3 separate regions of the Mus musculus genome follow, and all the other regions are linked to region 1. Evidence: chromatin contacts called from public Hi-C data. All regions are on one chromosome and are shown on one strand. Each heading gives the region's core, a stretch centred on a gene start, on an enhancer-like site or on the middle of the called end of the contact. The rest is flanking DNA. Distances are from core to core; before and after follow the strand shown. Region 1 has its middle 35 kb from the start of Ptgfrn. Region 2 overlaps Ptgfrn (prostaglandin F2 receptor negative regulator). Region 3 has its middle 76 kb from the start of Cd2.

Region 1 (4,797 bases), core at 836-3,335:
TCCCACCCCACTCCTGGTACTAATTTATGTATTAGAGTAAATTGCTTGCATAATAGATGTAAGAGTTGAATTACTCTTCTACAAAATAAAAGTATTTCTCTTTCATGTAGCTGTCCAGGATAGGCACTCCAGAGATTCAGCAACTCGGGCTGCCACAAGCAAATCACCCATTAGAATGGACAGTCAGAGGAAGGTCTCCTGTCAGATGTATGACTGTTAAGAAATCTAGATCTTTGATCTACACAGCAGGAAAATTTCACTAGGTCATCAGTAAATGGTTTCATGTACTGACAATGGAGTGTCTGTATTTAAAAAACTCACTTAATACTTCTCTCTGTCTCCTAACCTGAACCACTAGCACCATCTGTAAGGTTTGATCAGATCTGCATTCCATTATTCACCCTATTATGTACTAGCTATGTCTTTGGGCAAATTAATTAATGCTTATGAACTTTCATTCTTAAATGTGGAATGCTATTTAAAAGACCCACTCTCTATGCAAATGTGATATATTATACCTCAAATATGCACATACTGCTTAATATTTCATAAATGTTTAATAAATGATTCTTAACCATCTGAGGAGCACAAGATTAAGATTGTATAACTGGAGTTTGAATCTTTATAGACATGTGATGGATTCTCATTGCCGCCTCCCCCAACACACACCACACACACACACACACACACACACACACACACACACACACACACACACTATTTTAAGGCTCTGAGAAGATTCTCCTCTTGTTATCTTTTTCTCATCTATAAAATAGCAAGCATAATATACATTTTGAGGTTCCATTCTTGTTTTTATCTTTTATTTTCTAATTAATAGGACAATGTTTGGAAAACATAAATGTTATGGAAAAATAAAATCCTATGGATTTTATTTCTATTACACTTTTACACTATTTGTATAAAATAGTGCTTTACAAAGCACTATTACAGCATTGTGGTTTCATTTCCATCTTTCTTAGCTTCAAGTCTATTATTTTTTAAAGCTGAGAACCACGGGATATCCTTTTGGTTATATCCATTGGGAGTTCCTTTCTCTATATTATGAAAGAGAAACCAGAAGCCTCTGACTGTGGAAAGAACTACCCAAAGGCTCCAGTGAATACACATGGGGCTCCCAGTGAAGAGAGCCCTAATTAGTCTAGACTGTCGCCATCTTGGAGCGAGAAACCGGCCCTTGTGGGAATGGGAGATGAGGGTGAGTGTGAGCCTGGGACTCCTAAGAACAGACACTTGCCCAATTCACAGCCTCGCCTTGGGCTACTTCTGCTAAGGGAACAGCTAGTGCTTATTACAGTCAATGGGGGTATTCTCATCACAGAGGGATTGTGAGATTTGGCAAAGATCACAAAGGGGGAAAAAAATCTCAGACGGAAACAGTCAAGAATTGCAATTCAGGATGGGACAGAAATAAAAAGCCCAATTCTGATTCACATATTCTGTCATACCCGGTTGATCTGGGACAAAGATCAAAAATTCAAATTGGACAGTTCCCAGCCAGGACTTCTTTCTTTCCCAATGGGCTGTGTAGTATTAACAACCAAGGAGTATCTTTTGTAATCACCAGTGATAAGCTGATGATAGAGAAGCAGACACATTTGTCATTTGTAGTTTCTATACCTCCCCTCTTTATTATCAGAACCTCGACATCTTGCACCCATCTTTAAAATGTAAATTTACCTACAGCTATTCATCCCGCCTGTCCTAATGCCTGTCAAACTGAGATGAAAGAAAGCTGTACCCAGGCAAGTCTGAGATCCTCCCCTCTATCAGAAAAATCTTCCATGGAACCTTGCATTCCTCAAGCAAGACAGATCTGAGCTCTTGATACAGTCAGAAGGGGTGACCTACTTAAAAAGCCAGCAGAGTGTGTGTGTGTGTGTGTGTGTGTGTGTGTGTGTGTGTGTGTGATGAAACGAAAGTGAATTGTTTTGCTGAAATCTGACACTAAAAATAGGGCACTGGATCCTTCCCCTGCTTGGAAAAAAAAAAGGCATTAAAATGAGTGTGTCTGTATGTCTGGGAATATGTCTCCATAGCAACCATTGTCCCACCTCCCCTATCAGCAGCATTACCCTTCTCAACGAAAAGAGGGCATATGCACGCCTTTCCCAGCACCCTCCCAATCCCTTACTCCATGAAATCTAATTAAAGAGTGAAATGAATTTTAGCGATGGTCCTAGAGGCTGGGAGAAGTCCAAGGCTGGGGAGGGAAGCGCTTGGGAGGGGGCACAGGGAGACCTGCCCTTCCACACTGGAGGAGCGGCATGCAACTCCTCTCTCATTTTTAAAAAGAGCCGCAGCTTCCAGGCTGAGGGGCTGCAAGGGAGTGATAAACCCGCCATTCGATGATGTTATTACTTTAATGGATGCAGGACTGGTTGAGCACTTCATTTCCACCAGGGCTTCTTAGTTTGCAGCTTCTTCTCTTTATACAGCATCTAGTTTTCCTCAGACCCTCCTTCGGTTATTAATGAATGCTGTCCCCATTTCCTGTGACACTTGGGTGAGGGAAGAGGAAGCATCATTTGAGAAAATACATCTGTGTCTGGAGTGAGGTGAGTCCATCACAATTAGGAAGCCCCCTGCCACCTCCAACCTTAAACACTTTGTATTTATATTAAGTGTAAGGGAGCACACAGGGCAGATACCCTGGGAAGTAGAAGCTGATTTAGGCAAAAGAATTGCAAGGAAGCACCTGCTGGGGTCCTTTCCTTAGGTCTCCAGGAAGTGCCTTACCTCCTTCTCCCTTTCTCCATCACCTTCCTCAGCATCTAGCCAGCAGCAGCTCAGCACAGCCCCCCCACCCCACCCCCTCCAGCACCCTCCTCTCCCTCTACTCTGAACAACCCTGTCCTTGTTTCTGTGGTCCCCTGGTCCTGATCCCTGCATTCCAATCTCTTCTACAAGTTGGCTGCAGGTCTGGCTTCATCTTATATGAGTTCTCTCTCGGGAGCAAACTTGCCCTCACACAGCGTTCAATCAGGTCTGGACTTGTCCCCTGGACAAGCAGAAGGCAGTGCAGGAAGCCTATGGGGTCTCCTGGGGGTAGAGGGGAAAAATTAGTCACACATAGCACACAAGCTGCCATGTTTCAGAGCTGAGAGGAGCCACAGCAAGAAGAGCAGCTAGGTCTTGTCCTCTGTCCTGGTGGAACGAGCCCAGCCAGCTGTGTGCACAGGAAAAGTCAAAAGATGTGATCTCATGCAGAATGGAGTGGTTGGCACAGGGCAGCCGCCATGTGACTCTGAGCTCTGGGCAGAACCAGCTGTGGCATCTGCAGTTGCGTCCACCTCAGCTGCCAGCCTTACAGCTGCAGCAGCAGGCGTCTCCACATCCTTGGATGGATAACCAGCTTCCCCACTGGGGCCAATGGGGGCCTCCCTTCTTGCCAGCCTGCTGAGGTAGCAAGAGGCCTTTGCTTGCCAAATACCTGTGAAAGCCTTGTAGGAAAGGAAAATCATGAAAGACCCAGAAGAACAGGTCCCTGTCAGGCCATGGAGAGTCCAGTGACCTCTGGTTTTACCCAGGCTGATGTGGCTTAGAGTGCAGTGTTTACTTGCAATAAAATAATGAGAACTAATATTTGCTGGGCACTCACTCTGGGCCAGGAGTTTCTCTGCATGTGTCCAAAGGTGACTTACAAAGAGGGAAGCAGATAGCATTCTTATCTGTGTTTGACAGGTAAGGTAAGAGGAAGACTAAGGTTTCAACTGAGACATTTTGAACTCAGAGCATGCATGCGGTTTGAGAAAGTGGGTGGGGGAAGGAGACAGCAAGAGAGAGCTGTCCACCCACTGGCAATAAGTCTCCAGCCTTCAGATCATCTTCACACCCCACCCCACCCCACCCCACCCCTGAAGTGCTGAGGAATCTTAGAAGACCAAAAAAGAAAATCATCATACAATCATTATGTAAATAACATCATTAAACGTTAGTGTCTAAATGAGAAAAAGAAGGCACTGTTGAACCAACCATCCTGAAGCACCCACTGACCCACCCCGCTTGCCTGACTTGCCTGTGCTATCATGTTTCACACAGTAAAATAAAATTCTCTACTCTGTTTTCCACTGGTTTTATAACAGGGTGCTTTAAGCACAATTTCACAAGGTTATTTTTTAATTGCTGTACCGCATTCGTTCCTTCGAGTTCATGGTACTGAAACTGACTCAGCCAAGGCTCTTATTTTGGGCTCTCGGATGATTTCTGGCTTGTCACCATGTAAAAAGCAATGAAAGCAAATCCTTTGCTCCTCTTTTTATTCATCTTTATGGATTCTTTACGGACTGGGGAGGGCCATTCAACCTGTGACTTTGATAACCTTTGGCCTACAGGCAAGCTTACCTGGGAGGTTAGAACAGGAGCTGGAAGGATCTCACTAGGTACTGCTCATTGCTGAAGGACTGGGAAGGAACAAAGGCATGAATGGAATAATACTCACAGCACCACCGCCAATATGCTAGAAATGGCAGACACACCAGTCTCAGGTGGAGCATCTACCCTGCAGAGGCCACACTGAATGTGGCAATAGGTGGCCTGAGCTCACAAGGCCAGGGCTCCTTATGCAGGATGAAGGTATATGATCCAAATGTTCTCTGTAATCAGAGGGACTGGTGCTGTCCACTTGCCAGTGGCTGCTTCAGCAAGGGACTATGCCAGGGATGGAAAGGGAGTGGACAATATGAGGGGGAGGGTGGTGCTTCAGGTGGTCAGTGGGGACTTCTCTTTCTACAGTACTGTCCTAGCTTGGATTGGGGCCCTTCAAACTGTAGGGCCATG
Region 2 (4,797 bases), core at 1,313-3,812, 98 kb after region 1:
CCATCAGTATTGCAGAACATACAGAGGCCACTCGCCCAACTGTGACCCAAAGCACACGCGGTCAGCTCCTGACCCTCTGATCTCTACACCACCCTGGCTAGTTTGAACTACACTGAATGTGACAGCAGCCCAAGCTTACCAGCTCGGGGGCGGGGGGCGTGAAGCAAGCATATTCTTCAAGCAAAGCTGTGGTTGTCAAGCAGAGAAAGTTCCATTCAGAGTTAGTCAAGAGTGAATTCAGGTAGATGTTCCTGATCCGACTGTCTCTGCATAGAGAAAGGAGATCTTAGAAGGCCTAGTTCATGGTTTTTTGTTTTTTGTTTTTTTGTAGACCGATTCCCAGAAAAGAGAGCCACATTTAGATGCTCTTGGAGCTTTAGGAATGAATTTTGAGCTTGTGTGAAAGAAGATTATGCATCTTACACATTACTGTCTTCCAGGTCCCACATTTAACGCCTCTGTGCATTCAGACACACCATCCGTCACCCGGGGAGATCTCATCAAATTGTTCTGTATCGTCACTGTGGAAGGAGCTGTGCTGGACCCAGGTACCTCCCTCCATCCTTCCTCCTTCCCCACCCCCGTTGCCTTCTGTAAACGTTCCTCCTGTCGTCTGTCACTGCCACTTGGAGTTTGAACTGTCTGTTGATCTTCACTTGTCTTAGTCAAGGTTTCTGTTACTTCAATGGAGTACTGTGACCCAAAAGCAAATTGGCTAGGAAAGGGTTTATTTGGCTTCACATCTACATTGTAGCTCATCATTGAAGGAAGTCAGGACAGGAACTCAAAACAGGGCAGGAACCTGGATGCAGAGCTGAGACAAAGGTCATGGAGTATCCCTGCTTACTGGCTTGTTCCCTATGGCTTGCTCAGCCTGCTTTCTTGTAGAAGCCATCCTGGGTTCTATAAACAGGAATGGCAACAGCCGCAATGGGCTGGGCCCTCTCCCATCAGTCACTAATTTAAGGACATGCCTTACAGCCTGATCTTCTGGAGGCATGTTCTCAACTGAGGTGCCCTCCTTTCAGATAACTGTAGCTTGTGTCCCGCTGACAAAAGACTAGCCAGCCCATCACTTTCCCTGACTCATTGCTGGCTTGGCTCTGTGAGGCTGTGTATCTGCTGGGAGATTTGAAACACTTTTCAGGACGGTCGGTCAGTAGATCTCTTCCTGGCTTGTTGTGGCCTGGTTAGAAACCCACTCACAGATCCCTCTTCCTGCTCCGTGTCATTCATCCCTTCGGTACACAGACAGAGCAGTTAAAGATGTTGGGGATAGAGCTACGGACGTGCTCAAGATCTACCCCCGAGAGCTTGCACCCGAGGCGGAATACAGAAGTGATGTCATTTATAACTTTTAGGATATCTTTGTAAAGCCTTTCCCATTCTACTGAAGAGGGAACCTTGTGCACACCCGGCCTGTCCCAAGCCATGTCCCCAGTTCTGTGAATCTTCTCTTTACCGAAAAGATTAGCCTTGCCAACAGATGCCTCAGAATCCTGGGCCCATCCCTCATGCATTCTCTGCTTGGTGCCTTAAGCAAGATGACATCCCTCTCTTATTGGCTCCTCTGGTCTTAAAGGCCTTAGGGTGTTGTCCCTGTTGCTGAGCAGGACTTTACCCACCTTTGCCTTTCCCCAACGATTCTGTGAAGAGCCTAGCTTGCTGAGGCCTGCCCTTCTCCCTTCCACCACCCACTGTGACCCTGACACTGCCCAACCCCACCCCATTCCTAGCAAAGTCATACACAAAGCTAGCCAAATTCTGTGAGTTCTCATGTGTTTCTGTGTGTAGACCTCTGGAAGCATGGCCCCAGAAGCAGGCAGCAGGTTGTTCTGTATGAAGGGACAGTGCTAATAACCAAAGATGGGGGACCCTGCAGACCTCACCGGCATCTGGGGGTAAACTACGGGGTAGCCATTATGATGGGAGTGGCTCCCTGGTTCCTTTAGGGCTTCTGTACAGCATGTGAGGCATGAGACGTCATGTAAAGTCGGGCTCTGAAGAGAGCAACTGCTGCTGTACCAAAGCTGCGAGGCGCAGAGGCACAAAGGTACCTTTGAACGTAGAAATGAAGGAAAAGGCAGGAAAGACTGCCAGGGAAAGGCAAGCAAAAACTCCTTAAAAGTTTGCATAGTGCAGTGCTGTTTGAAAGCTCATTTGTGATATACAGATATTAAACCCTCCAAATGCTCTTTCTCAGCAAATTAATAGGTCGCCAGTTGTGCCTTTCATGTAAACCTCTTTTCTCTGATGTAATTGCAAAAGCTATAGGTAGCTGGTATCTTGCAAATCACAATTTTCCAGAACTTTGCACTCTTGCTCTGTGTGGGTGGAAGATTCTGAATAATTAAACACAAATCGTAATTTCTTTCTTTTTCTTTTTTCTTTCTTTTTTTTTTTTTCTCTTTTCATTCATCCCATGGCTCTGAGAGGGAATTCTCAGTGGGAAAGTTGCATAAGTGGGCTGAGAGCCAAGGCACTGTTGTGTCACAGCAGGGTGGGAGCGGCCAAGCGTGGGTGGCACCATGGTCTGAAGCAGAGCAGAGGCAGTGTGAGTCATGGGGGGGAGGGGGGTCTCCAGAGTGTGCTGTGGGGGTGCAAGAGAATGGGGCCCAGTCACTATGCTCGGAGTACTTGGTGCCGAGGGCAGCTAAGGAGCTGGACTTTCCTGTCCTTGCTGCTCAGCCATTGCTCAGAGGCGGAGTGGCTGAGCGTTAAGGGTGTTCCGTAGCCTCTGTGAGGCATTTCACCCAGGTGAGGTGACTTCCGTGTTCTGGAAATGGTCCAGTCGGAACACATCAGCGTCTAGTACCTAACCAGGGTATGTGGTGAGATGGGTGACTCAGTACAGCAGATGCCCACAGGAGGGGCCCATATCCTTGACAAGTACCTCCCACACTTCCTTCTAGCGGCATCTACCTGTCAGCCACGTGTGGAGATGGTGGTGTGTAGCTTTATCACTATCGCTTTTATTATCACTAGTTCCCACTGGGTCCTTCTCGGGGAAACATGTCCATGCTGAGCTTGTAGCCACATGAACCTTTGAACAGAAGTCCTAAAGGAGCCAGGCACCCACCCCAATGTAATGGCTACCCAGTACTTTGCACCCAGATGCTGGGGAGGCCTGCAGGGTCTCTGGTTATTAGCACTGCCCCTTCACACAGGACAAAACCTTCCTGCCTGTCCCCCGGGCCGGGCTTCCAGGAGCCACATACAGAAACACGTGGGCTGGGAGTGGTTCTTGGCAGTCAGTGTTCGCCCACGCTGTTAGTTGGATTTTTTTTTTTTAAGTTTTTAAAGTGTATGTGTGTTTGTCTATGTGTGTCTGTACACTGTCTGTCTGTCTGTCTGTCTGTCTGTCTGTCTGTCTGTCTGTCTGACTGTGGAGGCCAGAAGAGGATAAGAGATCCCTTGGAATTGGAGCTATAAGCAGTTGTGAGCTACCTGACATGAGTGCTGAGAACTGAACCCAGGTTCTGTGAAGAGCAGTGAATGCTCTTAACCACTGAGCTATCTCTCCAGAGCCCTGTTAATTTGCATTGTGCAATAAACTAACATGGCTTGTTCAGGTCATGTGGCCAGTAGGTACTGGGATTCTGGCCCAGGCTAGCCACCTTAGCATCCTATGATGCACAAGAGAATGACGTAATGGCAGCACCTCTATGCTTTATCATTGGTAGCCACTCTAGACTCCCTGAGTTTCCCTGGGTAGCAGAGCCCACTCCGCCCTGGCACTGAGGGGGAATAGGCAGTCCACAGCACCTTCTGCATTCCCACCAAGCTGGTCTCAGAGACTTACCTGCTGAGAATTGTTTATGCTGAGGGGCCCCTGGGGCAGGTGGAGGAGAGAGGGGATCTGCTTTAGTAGTGGAGTTATCATTGGGACCTGTTTGGAAATGCCCACTTTGAGTTGAGCTCCCTTCTGTCTTACATGGGTCTGGATGACATCTGTTTGCCTTAGAATGTGTTTTTGAAGTTATTAATGTACTTTGCCTGAATGAATAACTATTGTTTTTTTGTTGTCCAGCAAAAGCTGACATATAAAAGGTCCCGGGCCAGGGTTGTAGCTCCAATAGAACACTTGCCCAGCACGGCACTGGGTTCAGTCCTCGGTGTTTTTTTTGAAAAAGGAATTTTGCCAAGCAGGTTTAAGATGTGACTGTGTTTCTGGTCCACAGTCCCCACATGCCTTCTGGATGAAACCTGAAGCTCAGTAGCTGGCTTGGGTTGGTCCAGTCAGGGTGGGGATGAGGGTCTGGGTTTAGCATGTGGCCTCAGTTTCCACATTGTGTAAATTAATCCTGTACCATCCTCTTTCTCTTCTGCCCGTTGTCGTTTATTTGAGGCTGTTAGAACCTCAGTTTCACAGAGAACTTCATGATCCACTAGCTTTACTCTCTGGGACTATTAACTGTGTTCAGTTTTCTCAGCTTGATTTTCTTTTTTTTTACCCCTCTTATTTTGAACTTAAATACTTCTACAAGGGGGAAGAAAAAAATAAAACAGCACAAACCACAGTGAACAATAAAATCCAAGCTGTCTACAACTTCAAATCTGGTACAATTTATTTTATGTGCGGTCTTTGGTTCTTCTGCGTGAAGTGCTCGGGGACCCTGCACGCCATGCCCAGCCTTCACACACAGGGCTGTCTGTGGCCCCAGATCTTCTTTCTGTGGTTCTTTAGGGTGGGAGTGGTCAGGCTAGACACACTACTATCTGTAGCTGTGTGACCTTGGCACAGGGGAGGCTGTGATATCATCACAGGCTGCTTGGAGGTTCGTACAGAACAGACCT
Region 3 (4,797 bases), core at 761-3,260, 67 kb before region 1:
TGTTAAGAGGCCCATTAACAAGCCAGAGTACTCACGTTCATTGAGACTGTGCTTTGGGGTTACGACGTGAGGTGACCTGATAAGAAACAGCTTGGGTAAATGGGTTGTTGAATTTATCGTGAGAAAAGTATTGGATGCATTCTTCTCCGGGTGAGTCCAGGGATACTTTTCTTTCATTTCCAGGCCTAGAAAGAGCTGTGTTTTCTCTTTGTTCTTATGGAGACTGGCTTGCAAGGCTGCCCAAGTTTCCCTTTTCACCTTTGCTGCTAGGGAATTCACCAGGCAAGTTTGGTGTCTACACCGAACCAAGTGCAAACTGACAGGAATGTGCTCAGACAGTAAGTAGACTTACTGTGGCTCACCATCTTCTGCCTTTTCTTCATTAATACTTTCCCCATTACTTTTTATAGTATTGCTGTATAATTTGCAAGCCCCTTTGAGTCTCTTTTTGGAGTAAGCTGGAGATATGAATGAATAAACACCAAAATAACTGTGTGAAAAATGAATGCATAGCATATTCAGAGCATCTCTTCCCAGCAAAGGGGACGACAAGAAATCGTTCTCCAGAGATAAGCCTGAAGGAGCCGGAGCTATTTCAAGAAAACAAACAAACAAACAAAACCAGAAAACCCACTGGGAATTTCATATGGTCCTCATTGCACCAGGGAGGAGGAAGACAAGGAAGAGGACTAGAAGAAGAGGGAGGGAGGGGGGAGATGAGAAGAGGGAGAGAAAAGGGGGGGGGAGAAAATAGCAGAGGAAGAAAGGAAGGGAGGGAAAGAAGAGAGGGAAGGGATAAAGGAAGGCAGGCAGGAAAGACTTGCTAAATATCTAAGCTGTTCTGATTAGAGAGCATTGTGTGGGGGCACTGAGCTCCATGCTGTGTGGGGGCACTGAGCTCCATGCTGTGTGGGTGTACTGAGTTCCACTCTGAGTGGGGGTACTGAACTCCATGCTGTGTGGAGGTACTGAGCTCCATGCTGTGTGGAGGTACTGAGGTCCATGCTGTGTGGAGGTACTGAGGTCCATGCTGTGTGGAGGTACTGAGCACCATGCTGTGTGGAGGTACTGAGCTCCATGCTGTGTGGAGGTGCTGAGCTCCATGCTGTGTGTGGGTGCTGACCCCCATGCTGTGTGGGGGTACAGAGATCCCCACTGCAGAAGTACTAATGCTGGAGCTGGCTGGCGGCCACCTGTCAAGGAGATAGCGTTCTTAAGGGATGACGACTTCCGTCCACCTGTGAGTCAGCATTTTGTGAGGAGAAAACAGGGTTGAGCAAAGAGGGACACCTGCTAAGGGAAGAGGCCTTGCTTTTGAGGATGGGATGGAAAGAGGCCTGTAGGGACAGAAAGCTGCTTCTCAGAGGCGGCTGTCAGCCTCCCTGGGGACACCCTTCCAAACACAGCACAAAGAAAAATCAAGAGACATTGGCCTCCAGCCGGCTGGCCAGCTCCATGGTTCTCTCAATCCAGAGACAGAAACGTGGCACTAGGAAGTCCCCGTAGTCCTTTAAAATCCCCATCATCAGCTGGGATTCTGCCCTTCACTCTGATTGGCCAGAAATGACCTCACTACCTCTCACTGGAGCCCGGGCTGCCCCCATTACCCCCCCCCCCACACACACACACACACTCTGGCCCAGTCCCCCTGACTGCAAAATGACAGCATCACTAGCTGGCCATGTAGCCCTGGCCTCAAGTTCACAGTTTCTGGTGGTCTGAGGTCTAGAGACCCCTGGGCTTCTCTGGGCTTCTTCCCTGACTTCATTAGCCATTCAGATTTATGCAGACTTCTCCCTGCTACGTTAATATTCTGTTTCCCTTTCTCTCCACTCTGCTTTTAGCGGATATTTTCCCAAACGGCCTCACACCCACTAGCAGTGTGGTGGACAGCTGGGTATGGGGACCACAGGGGCGCCTGTGCACAGATGGAGCTGGTGGAGGGGCCAGGAAGGTACCCTTCACTCCACCCGCCCTGCCCCGGGCGCCTGGAGCCCAGCTGCTGAGTGAATCAGCCAAGAGTAGGAGGGGAGGCAGGAGAGGCCCCACCAGCCAAGGCTAAACACAGACCTGGCCTCCCCTGGTGCTCTGTGGATTAGGGCCTTTCCTGCCTCTTTCCTGTGTATGTTCTCACTTAGCAGTTTGTCACAGGTCCCCCAGCCACCCCGGGGGGCCTAGTTCTCCATCCATGTTACACAGTTTGTCTTCCTTCTCGATAGACCTGTGTGGGGTGGAAGGCGGGGGGTGGGGGTGGTGGTGGTGGTGGGGTGGGGGAAGCTCCTACAATGTGACCTATCCTTTTCTTCTGCACCTTTCACAATGGGTGACAAGGCCCGGCCAGCAGGGTCTAGGATCTTCTTAAGAATTTACAGCCTGAGCCCTCAGGAGATTGGAGCTCTGCCAAAGCCATAAACTTCGTTCAAAGTGCTGTGTGATGGTTTATGGTGGGAGGCAGACACAGCTTCTTGGCCCTGGGCCTGCCCTCTCATTACAGAGTCTTTCTGTCAGCCATTCTGTTCAGATCCTTCACCCATGGGTGGGCAGGAGTGCTAAGCCACAGGTAGCAAGCAGGTTTAGAGCCTATATCCTGGGGGTCCTCACTCGCAGACATCCTCCCATAACCTAGTACTCAGTGCCCAAGTCCTTACAAATACCAAGGTCTTGACATGCTCAGCTTTTAATGTGCCCAAGTCCTCACAGGCTGGAGCCCCTCAAAGCTGAGGCCCAACACATCCTGCTATTACATGGCCTGGTGCTCCCATGATGCTCCTCCCCCGCCACAGGTGCTCACGCACTATGGTGCCCACCTCGTGCCCTTACACTCAGGTCTTCCCATAGTGAAGTGCTTACATATCCAGGTCCTCACAGACCCAGGTTCTAATGCACTCTAGGTTTTATTCATATGCTCAGATGCCTTCATGCTTGGGTCCCCCACACCCAGGTACCCCCATAACCCAGCTCTTCATCTGCCGTGGTTAATCCTGATTGTCACCTTGACTGAACCAAAAGTCACCTAGGAAAGGACCCCTGTTGTTCCTTCGCTCAGGTCCCTCACACATCCTCGAGTTCTCACACCCCGGGGCCTCACAGACCTAAGTGCACTCCCCAGAGCACCCACACTCAGGTGCATACTCACCAGAGTCTTAAAGACCCAGGACCCCCACTCATCCAGGCCTTAGCCTCATCTGTGTCTTCACATGTCTAGCTATTCACACACCAAGAGTCCATGCAGCCTGTCAGGGACAATCACAGAACGTCCAGAGCAGGGCACACATCCCTATCCAAGGTAAACCATCTAGGAGGGTGAGGAGCTTCCCTGGTGCCCACTGTCTACTAGGAATCTGCAATTGAACTTCAAAAGCAGCCTTTGGGGGACAAGACCACGAACAAGTTTCCTAGAGAGGGCATCCGCGTGCTCCCCGGCATCCAAACACACAAGTAATGTGCATACATCCATGCAAGCAAAACACCCATATGCAGAAAATAAAGCTTTAAGTTTTTGTTTTGTTTTTTAGTTTGTTTTACTTTGCTTTGTTTTGTTTTGAGATGAGATTTCTGTATAGCCCTGGCTGTCCTGGAACTCACTCTGTAGATCAGACAGGCCTCGAACTCAGAAATCTGCCTGTCTCTGCCTCCCAAGTGCTGGGATCAAAGGTGTGCGCCACCACGCCCGGCTCCCTGGCATCCATCTTAACAAGGCTATCACATCCCTGGTTAACTCAAAGACCTGTCCTAACTTCCTTTAATGGCAAGAAGCCTGTGCCTGTCTCCCAGACTCCAATTTCATTCCCATATATTCTTAAGATACCCTCCACCACTCCCAGCCTCTCTCCCTAACCCCGATGAAGCAGCCACAGGAGCTAACCTCTGCCTCCAGCTACTAGGGACTCCACAACATAGTCCCTTGACCACCCTGCTGTCTTTTGACCCTATTGCTCAGAAGAGAACAGGCCTTTCCCTTAGTCCCCCATTGTGGAAAAAAAAACCAGAATGTAGACATTTAAATTTTTTTTAACCCAAAGATGAGGTTACCTGTGTTATAACACCCACCACAAGAAAACCATGGAACTCAGTCTCAGAGGGAGACTTGGCTGGACATGAAATGTCCCCATAGGCATATGATTCCCAGCTAGTGAAACTGACTAGGAAGGTTGGGGTTTTGGTGGGAGAGGCATGGCTGACAGAGTTAGGCCACCGGAAGTGGGCCTGGGAAGGCTGCAACCTGGCCTTGCTTCCTGCCAAAGCTCTCCCTTCTGCCTGTAGCCTCCAGATGGCAAGCCACACACAAACTCCTGCTTCTACCAACATGGCTGTCCACACGGCCATGATGACCATGTCCTCAACAGGATCTAAAATTAGCCTAGCCTCCCTTACGTTGCTTCTGGTAGGTGCTTGGTTACATGACAAGGTAACTTAGTATGGAGGGGGACCCAGAAAACACACAGGCATCCTTAGCGTAGGCCAGTGTTTCTGACTCCCAGCTTGTCACTCAGGACAAGGCCGGCCTCTCTCCTGACATCTCAGTGTGAGTTTACCTACAGACCATATAGCGCTTCAGTATCACTGAGCGAAGCCTGGGCTTCCCTTCTCCAGACTCGGATAAAGGAAACTGTAATTCTTTTTGAGTGGATTCCAGGTCTCATCGCCTGTGGGGGAGAGAATTATAGTTGCCCAGGATGATTGACAGTGGGTTGGTCAAATCAGGTGGAGACCGTGAGAATGACTCAGCCAGCATTCTGGCTTCTGTGTCCTTCTATCTGCCCGCCCCCAACCTTTCCCTTCACTCTGCCTCAGTGT

Evidence for each region. A called contact is a pair of places that touch in the nucleus more often than the background predicts.
Region 2: a contact with region 1 is called in a Hi-C map of muscle stem cells, with 2.2 times the contacts expected there. The contact joins two enhancer-like sites. A contact is called at or near these places in 1 of 39 promoter capture datasets (hippocampal neurons), 4 of 484 Hi-C or Micro-C datasets (the MC3T3-E1 cell line, cerebral cortex, muscle stem cells and 1 more), 4 of 115 datasets of contacts at active chromatin or transcription factors (CD8 T cells, T-cell acute lymphoblastic leukemia, embryonic stem cells and 1 more) and 3 of 9 other capture datasets (adipose tissue, liver and pancreatic islet).
Region 3: a contact with region 1 is called in a Hi-C map of muscle stem cells, with 2.2 times the contacts expected there. The contact joins two enhancer-like sites. A contact is called at or near these places in 5 of 484 Hi-C or Micro-C datasets (CD4 T cells, the P5424 cell line, muscle stem cells and 1 more), 4 of 115 datasets of contacts at active chromatin or transcription factors (all in embryonic stem cells) and 1 of 9 other capture datasets (embryonic stem cells).

What each region holds. Positions count from the first base shown.
Region 1 is chr3:101,143,004-101,147,800 of GRCm38.p6, reverse strand. No RefSeq gene overlaps it. Among named protein-coding and RNA genes, the nearest start is that of Ptgfrn, 35 kb to the right of the region's middle. Within about 2 kb of position 2,085, at least 60 of the 459 cell types and tissues checked have an H3K27ac peak or open chromatin away from gene starts, as enhancers often do. A contact at or near this core is called in adipose tissue, cerebral cortex, muscle stem cells and 1 more, where this site is marked.
Region 2 is chr3:101,045,841-101,050,637 of GRCm38.p6, reverse strand. It overlaps Ptgfrn (prostaglandin F2 receptor negative regulator), which reads left to right. Exons shown (of 9, transcript NM_011197.3): 7 at 441-548. Among named protein-coding and RNA genes, the nearest start is that of Cd101, 19 kb to the right of the region's middle. Within about 2 kb of position 2,562, at least 107 of the 459 cell types and tissues checked have an H3K27ac peak or open chromatin away from gene starts, as enhancers often do. A contact at or near this core is called in adipose tissue, cerebral cortex and muscle stem cells, where this site is marked.
Region 3 is chr3:101,209,769-101,214,565 of GRCm38.p6, reverse strand. No RefSeq gene overlaps it. Among named protein-coding and RNA genes, the nearest start is that of Cd2, 76 kb to the left of the region's middle. Within about 2 kb of position 2,010, at least 163 of the 459 cell types and tissues checked have an H3K27ac peak or open chromatin away from gene starts, as enhancers often do. A contact at or near this core is called in muscle stem cells and uterus, where this site is marked.